Linked DNA regions of Sus scrofa: region 1 is linked to region 2. A link is a contact called in public Hi-C data. All regions are on one chromosome and are shown on one strand. Each heading gives the region's core, a stretch centred on a gene start, on an enhancer-like site or on the middle of the called end of the contact. The rest is flanking DNA. Distances are from core to core; before and after follow the strand shown.

Evidence for each region. A called contact is a pair of places that touch in the nucleus more often than the background predicts.
Region 1: a contact with region 2 is called in a Hi-C map of skeletal muscle, with 4 times the contacts expected there. The contact joins the promoter of NUDT2 here to the promoter of FAM219A in region 2. A contact is called at or near these places in 3 of 47 Hi-C or Micro-C datasets (embryonic fibroblasts, heart right ventricle and skeletal muscle).

Annotation. Positions count from the first base shown.
Region 1 is chr10:32,465,103-32,468,996 of Sscrofa11.1, reverse strand. NUDT2 (nudix hydrolase 2) reads left to right here and starts at 2,162. Exons shown (of 4, transcript NM_214309.2): 1 at 2,162-2,245. The region is part of intron 2 of KIF24 (kinesin-like protein KIF24); the gene reads right to left.
Region 2 is chr10:32,353,138-32,356,949 of Sscrofa11.1, reverse strand. FAM219A (protein FAM219A) reads right to left here and starts at 1,322. Exons shown (of 6, transcript XM_013980170.2): 1 at 941-1,322. The coding sequence starts at 1,000. It overlaps DNAI1 (dynein intermediate chain 1, axonemal), which reads left to right and starts at 1,506. Exons shown (of 20, transcript XM_021064678.1): 1 at 1,506-1,784. The coding sequence starts at 1,755.

The DNA.
Region 1 (3,894 bases), core at 913-3,412, 110 kb before region 2:
TTATTAACTTCTCTGTGTTTCTATAAAATGAAACTGGGGAAAAAAAATTAAATTGGTAGTAGCACTTACCTTGAATCCCATATTAAGTGGATTTATATGCTCTCTAGCTTATGGGTTTTTTTAATTCCCTTAAAAGCAAACAAGGGTAATCCTGCACCTGCAGGTCATTGTTGATTTTTTTTGTCGATTCAGAGGACAAAAAAAAAAATCTTGTGAGATTCAAGTCCTTGACTCTAGCACAGTGCCTGGTACACAGTAAGCATTCAGTAAGTGTTGGGGTACAAAAATTTTTAAGTTTAAAACATTTTCCTGGAGTTCCTGTCGTGGCTCAGTGGTTAACGAATCCGACAAGGAACCATGAGGTTGCGGGTTTGAACCCTGGCCTTGCTCAGTGGGTTAAGGATCCAGCATTGTCATGAGCTGTGGTGTAGGTTGCAGACGCGGCTGGGATCCAGCGTTGCTGTGGCTCTGGCATAGGCCGGTGGCTGCAGCTCCGATTGGACCCCTGGTCTGGGAACCTCCATATGCCACAGGAGCAGCCCAAGAAATGGCAAAAAGATAAAATCAGATTGTTATGATCATTATACAACTACAAATGTGATAAATTCATTTGAGTAATAAAAATTTTCTTAAAAAAAGAAAGAAATGGCAAAAAGACAAAACAACAACATTTTCCTAAACACATTTAAAATATCACAAGAGCTGTGGGTCATTAAGAAACTGAGATCAACTCTCTTGGCATCACAGCAACAACAGAATGGTTTTGTTTTGGTTTTTTGGGGTTTTTTTGTCTTTTTGCCTTTTCTAGGGCTGCTCCCATGGCATATGGAGGTTCCCAGGCTAGGGGTCTAATCGGAGCTGTAGCCGCCGGCCACAGCCACAGCCACGCGGGATCCGAGCCTCGTCTGCAACCTACACCATAGCTCACGACAATGCCAGATCCTTAACCCACTGAGCAAGGCCAGGGATCGAACATGCAACCTTATGGTTCCTAGTCTGATTCGTTAACCACTGAGCCACGACGGGAACTCCAGAATGGTGGGGGTTTTTTTTGTTTTTTTGTTTTTTGTTTTTTGTTTTTTTTAATAAAGGCTAATAGAAAGTCTGATAAAATACACTGGGAGACCAAGACTAAAAACCACAAGACGGAAAGGAAGAATTGTAGCAAGTAATCCAAAAGTTTTCCCTTTCACAAAGAGTGGAAAGGCCAACCGTGAACTTTCAGGTTCTGCTGAATATGAGATTACGATGTCCTCCCCCATACCCATAAAAATAAAAAATAATCTCTGTATGGAAGGAAAAATGCGGCAGGGAATAGAGAGGAATTCAACCTATCTGAGGTGAATTAAATTTAACTCAACAAATATTTCTTGAAAAATCTACATATGTAAAGTTGCTTGCCTTGCCTCAAAGACCTCTGAATTAGATGGGACAAGAGAGGAAACGGGGGTTCGCGGAAGTACACAAATAACCTAAGGCGGAACAAAAATGCTCTAAGAGAGGTTCCAGTTAGGGTTAAGGGTTCAAAGCAAGAGACTCAGAAAAGGCTTCACAGGAGAAGCCAGGAAAAAGGCGAGTTCGCTGGACGTTCGGACACCCGAGAGAAGCCAATCCCCGGTTCCCTTGCAACCACCCGCCTCCTCACGCGCTCGGCGGGCGCCCTGCGGACCTTCTCCCGCGGGGCAGGCACCAAGGCTCCCGACCAGGCCACCCCGCCCCGGTGTTCCCTCGCCATTTCTCACCTCGGAGGCTTCCAAATTCCTCCTCGGTCAACCCTGTCTGAGGACAAGAGAAGACAACACCGAAAGGTGAGAGCCCCTAGGCGGGCGACCGACGCGCACTGTCAGCTCCGGAGCTAGAGACTGCGGCCAGGCCGCATCCCTATGGCAACGCCGCCAAGCGCTGGTTCGAACGCCCGCGCCGACGCCCGCGCGCCGGCAGTCCCGCACATTCCACCAATGGGCATCCAGGGTACTCGGGAACGTGAGCCGCCCTCTCCTCTAGAAGACCAATCAGGACCCGATGAAGCAGTGGGCGTATCCCTCAATTTCCGCTTTTCAACCAATGGTTCCGCGTAAGTGAAAATCTCGCGATGTTCTGAAAGAGAAAACTGGAGCCTTTGAGGCGGGTTCCCATCTTTTTGCCCCAGAGCTGTTGGTTGCCCAGAGCGCAGCCGAGCTCTCCGGATTGGTGGGTGCACCCCAGTCTCTGTCCAGGGCCCGCCTTCTGCCTTTTTCTGCTTCGGGTGAGTAGCCTTAGAGAGGGATCCTTGGCTTTAGTTCTCCGCGGAGAAACTGAGGCTCAGGGCAATGAGAACCTGCAGCTGAATAACTTCCTGTGGCTGCACGGTCAAAGATGGACGTGCTCTCCTCCAAGCTGACAGTGTGGCGTGTGCAGGCCAGGCCCCCGCAGTTCGCAGGATCTCAGTTTTCTTATATGCGCAGGGAGAAGGGAGAGATCAATGGCCCCGCGAGCCTTGCTTAGCCTCATGTAAATGGTGATCGAGTGGGTCTTCAGAATCCCGGAGTTCTGTGTTTAGGGCCCAGCGATCCGAGCGCCATACCTTCTCCTCCCTGGACCTCAGTTTTAACTTTGTTGTTACCCTTTAAACCCTGCCTACTTTCCAAAAGAGGTTTTATATTTTCTAATTACTTCATTTATTGAATCGATAATATTGTAATTATAGCAGAAGTAAAGTCACCCGAGAGTCCCACTACCTAAAACATAACTTACTGGAGTTTTTTTGTGGCTCAGCGGGTTAAGGATCCGCTTTGTTACTGCAGAGGCTTGGGTCACTGCTGTGGCGCGGGTTTCATCTCCAGCCCGGAATTTTCATATGCCAAAGGGCACAGCCAAAACAAAATAGAACAGAAAACTTCCTTTTTCCCTTGTGGCCTGTTTCGTACTCTGTGTATTTGTTATATTTCCTAAGGAAAAAAAATATATATGTTCGAATACCTACGTATACACATATAAATGGCAGATTAAAATAAAATGGTAAATTAAAATTAAAACTCAATGCAATGGAATAGCCAAATGCAGCTAGTATAGAGCAAGGTTGGGAACGATGTTGGGAGATAGGCAGATCTACCTTTTTTTTTTTTTTTTTTTTTTTTTTGCTTTTTAGGGCCGCAGCTTCGGCATATAGAGATTCCCAGGCTAGGGGCCCAATCGGAGCTGTAGCTGCCAGGCCTACACCACAAGCACTGCAATGCCAGATCTGAGCCGCATCTGCCACTTAAACCACAGCTTACGGCAACGCGGGATTCTTAACCCGCTGAGCAAGGCCAGGGATCAAACCTGAATCCTCATGGATGCTAGTCAAACTCGTTAACCGCTGAGCCACGACGGGAACTCCGCAGATCAACTTTTAAGTCACTATCCAGACGTACCTCTGGGCTATAGTTTCCTTTTAGCTCTCCGGAAAACTGACAGTAGCTCCATGTAGGGTTGTGGTGAAGACTAAGTGAAATAATGAAGGCAAAGCACTTGGCACAGTGCCTGACAAGTACTAATTCTTCAAAAAGTGGTAGCTATTATCTTCATAAGAGAAACAAGAAAATATACTAGCTGATGGGGCCATTAGATTTATTGTAAATGAGTACCCAATTTAGTTCAAAACTCGGCAGTTAAATACCTAATAATTAAGGAAACAACCCATTCTTCAAAAGAGTGAAATTTCTTCTTGGTACTTATATTAAAAGGAATTTATCTTATGGGACCTTATACATAAGGGATATACATGGTGTGATGAAGAGTGTGTTCACCTGCACTTTTTTTTTTTTTTTTTGGCCGCACCTGCAGCATATAGAAAGAATTTCCCCTGCCAGGGGTTGAATTGGAGCCTCAGCTGGGGCCCACGCCACAGCCATGGCAACACAAGATCCAAGCTAC
Region 2 (3,812 bases), core at 73-2,572:
TGGCCCCAGGGAGCGGTCGGTGGTCAGAGGGTACCGTCTCCCTGAGGCCGGCCTCCGTGCATCGCCCTCCCCCTTCCATTCCCTGTGCGCCGGCAGCGATGACATCATTCTTCCTTGACTCCCGGGCAGCGGACAGGCTGCAGGATCGGCGCCCAGCAAGGACTCTAAGCACGTAGGCCTAGGATGCTGGGGGCTCTCCCGAACCGGTGGGCACAAGCGGCTCCAGAGCGGCCCCGCCCCCTCTCCCCCGGTTCCCGAGCTCTCTCATCTGCGCCCCGGATTCTCTGTTTTGCCACAGTGCTCTCTCCTTCCCGGCTCCAGCACCCCCAGGCTAGATTGACCACGTTCTCCTCCGGAGAACGAAATTCCGGGGTCCTGCATGGACTCTCCCCCTGCTCCCACTGGTCCACGGTCAGTCCCCGCGTTCCCATACATAGCCAGTGAACTGGCGGGCAGGCCCCTCCTCCTCTACAAACCAGTTCGGGTCCCTCAGACTGTCTGCTCGCTGGCCCCATCCCCCGCTCTGAGCATCACAGGCCTTTAGGTCTAAACGCCTCCCTACCTCTCACCACAGCCCCTGGGCCTGCCACCGGCGATGCCCCATGACAGTTCCCTTCTTTCCCCCGTTATGGGCCTCCACTAACGGTGTGCACCATTGTGCCCCCGCTCGGTTCCATCCGACGGCACTCCCCGTAGCTCCCTTGGCCTGCCTTCGCTGACAGTGCTCTCCGCCCTTACAGGCCCCTTTGCTATCATCCCACGTATTCTCCCACGGCTTTCTTGTCCTGCAAGTCTCCCTCCCCCGGAGAGGCATTTTCATGGCCCTCTTTGCCCCATCCGAGGCGCCCTCTCCGCACTGTCCCCCAGGCTTGATTCCCTCCCTCCTCCTCAAGGCAGCGCCCCCTCCCGGCCCTGGCCTGCCCGCCGCCCGCCCCCTCACCAGCGGCTGCATCTCCGAGTGCGCGGTGGGCACCTGGAACCGGTCGATCTCCTCCATCATGGTGCCGGTGGGCGAGCGGGCCAGGGGCCGGGCGCGGCCAGGGACGCCGACGGGACCGCGCGGGGCGGCGGCCCCAAGGAGCCTGGTGGGTGGTGCAGACTAGGCCGCCCCGGATGAGTCGGGCAGATGGAGGGGTGAGCGCGGGGCGGGAGGTTTGCAGGCGGGCTGAGGCCGGCGTGGCTCCGTCGACTCGCCTAGCACTACAGCGACTGTGGCCCGGCAGAGCCGCAGGTCTTGCCTCGCCTCCTCCTCCGCCGCCGCCTCCTGTCAGCAGCTCAGCCACTGCGGTGACTCGGCAACTCCACTTCCGGGTCCGGGACACCGCCTGAAGTCTGCATTATTCATGAGGAGGCGGTATCTGGGGCCCTAGCCCCTCCCACATGCAGGAGTTCCGAATCGCAGGGCAGCGAGTCGAGTCTTGACGGAGGGGGCCGGGCTTAGCGGAGCTGGGGGTTCCCTGCTCGCCCAGCCCCGCCTTTTCCTCCAGCCGTGAGGGGGCGTCGGAGGCGCCTGCGCCTTGGCTGCCGGTTGGTTGCTGGGTAACCGCGTCAGGGAGGAGCCGATTCCACTCTGCAAGGGCACGGAGACCCACAGCGACAGTTGTCCCCAAAGAACCCCTGAGATTGGGAATTGAAGTGAAAGAGAATCCGGATTTCCTGTGCATGATTGAGGGAACGGACAGTCTTCTTGTCCTCAGGCGAGGGAGCGTTTTGTAGGTGCTCCAGGAGTTGAGGTGCTTCCTGCTTCTTTGAAGATGCCCCACAAACAGCCGCCTCATAAGCAGGTAACACACACCGAGACCTGCTCTATCCCAGTGACCTCTGACCTTCGCTGCCAGTGACCAGTGATCATACCTCTGCGACTGATCCTTCATCTTCCTTTCCCTATTGACCCCTAACCTTCTCTCTCCCTGTGACCCCTGGCCTGTGTCCCCAGACTAGCTCTCTTCCATTACTCTTAGCCTCCTCTTTCACACTGCCCCTGACCCACTGTTTCCCACCACTCTTTGACCTGTCCTCTCACCATTGCACTTCCTCACTCCACAGACCCCTCCAGAGCAGCCCATCCTCCTTAAGCACACCCCTCCCCCCGCCCCCAATATGTTCCTCTTTGCCCTCACATTCTTCTCCCAAAGAAATTATTTTTTCAGCCCTTTGCTATGTGCTCCGTGCTGGGCTAGGTGGAGACACAGGCCTTTGGGAGCTCACAGAGGGAGTTTGGGAGAACTGCATGAGAGACACAGAGGTTAGGTGCAGGCATTTGGTTTAGATCTTCTGTGTTTGGAGACTCATAAGGAGAGAGAGCTCACTGAAAGAGGAAGAGGCGAGAGACCCCTTTCCTGTCCCCATTCACGTGCTGAACACTCCAAACTGTCCTTGTTGCCACCTGGAAAGTCATCACCCCTTCTCCCAGGAAACCCAAGGTGACCCTTTCACCCTGGAAGGAGAGGTAAAGCCCAGCTTCTCGAGGAGCCTCTGTGGTCAAGCCATGCAGTCCTACAAGAGTCACTTTTTCCAAACTCTTTATGAATTTATCACCTTGGGACTAATATGCAGCTTCTGGCTTTTTGAGGCAGAGCTTCTATTTATTGATTCTAAACTTCCATCACTCAGGCCTGGGTGTTTTGAGGTTTGGAGAGCAAATCTATGTGCATGCTGCTTGTGACTTTACATATTTTGGTCTGGCCTCCTCCATGTTAGCCTTTGTTCCTTTGCTTCTTTCACCTGGCCTTCTGTAGCAGGTGCACCCATCATTCTTAGATCTCTGCAGCCATGGGGAGGATGCTATTCCCATATGGCCTTGCCATAGTTTAATGTTGGGGTTAAACTGTGTTTGCAGCTCGTGTACTGTACTCAGGCTTAGCAACTATTTATTTGTATACTTATTTATGCTATTTTAGGGCCACACCGGTGGCATGTGGAGGTTCCCAAGCTAGGGGTTGAATCAGAGCTACAGCTACCAGCCTATGCCACAACCACAGCAACGTGGGATCTGAGCCTCATCTGAGAGCTACACCACAGCTCACAGCAATACTGGATCCTTAACCCACTGAACAAAGCCAGGGATCCAACCTAAATCCTCATGGATCCTAGTCGGGCTCATTAACCACTGAGCCATGAAGGGAATTCCCAGGCTTACTGACTCTTAATTTACTTGCAGCTTTATTTATTTGTCTGTTTTATGTATTTATGTATGTATGTACATATGTATTATGTATGTATGTATTTACTTGCTTGCTTGCCATGCCTGTTGCTTGCAGAAGTTCCTGGACCAGGGATCAAACCAGCATCACAGCAGTGACCTGAGCCATAGCAATGACAACACCAAATTCTTAACCCACTGTACCACAAGAGAACTCTTACATGCAGGTTTTTTAAAATAAGCATTACTGAGGCCTGGTTTACATATAATGAAGTGGACTATTTTAGTTATACATGTTGACAGGTTTTGACTAATTTATGTGCTTGTGAACCACCACCACCATCAATTTATAGAACACTTCCTCTACCCGCAAAAAATTTCCCTGTGCCTCATCCCAGGCAGTTTTCCTCCAACCTTCCAGCCCCAGGTAACCTCTGCTCTGCTTTCTGTCACTACAGATTAAATTTTTCTAGCACTTGCTGTTTGAACAAGCTTGGGAATCCTTTCTCCAGCCCCTTAGAGGAGATATTAGAGGCTAGGTAAACCGAGAGCAAAGAGAGGTGACTGCAACAGGAAACAGAAACGGGGGTCAACTGCCCTTGCACACATCAGCACTGCCCCTTGAAGGGAAGGGTTGTTTTAGAACATAAATACTGGTGTGTAAGGTTTG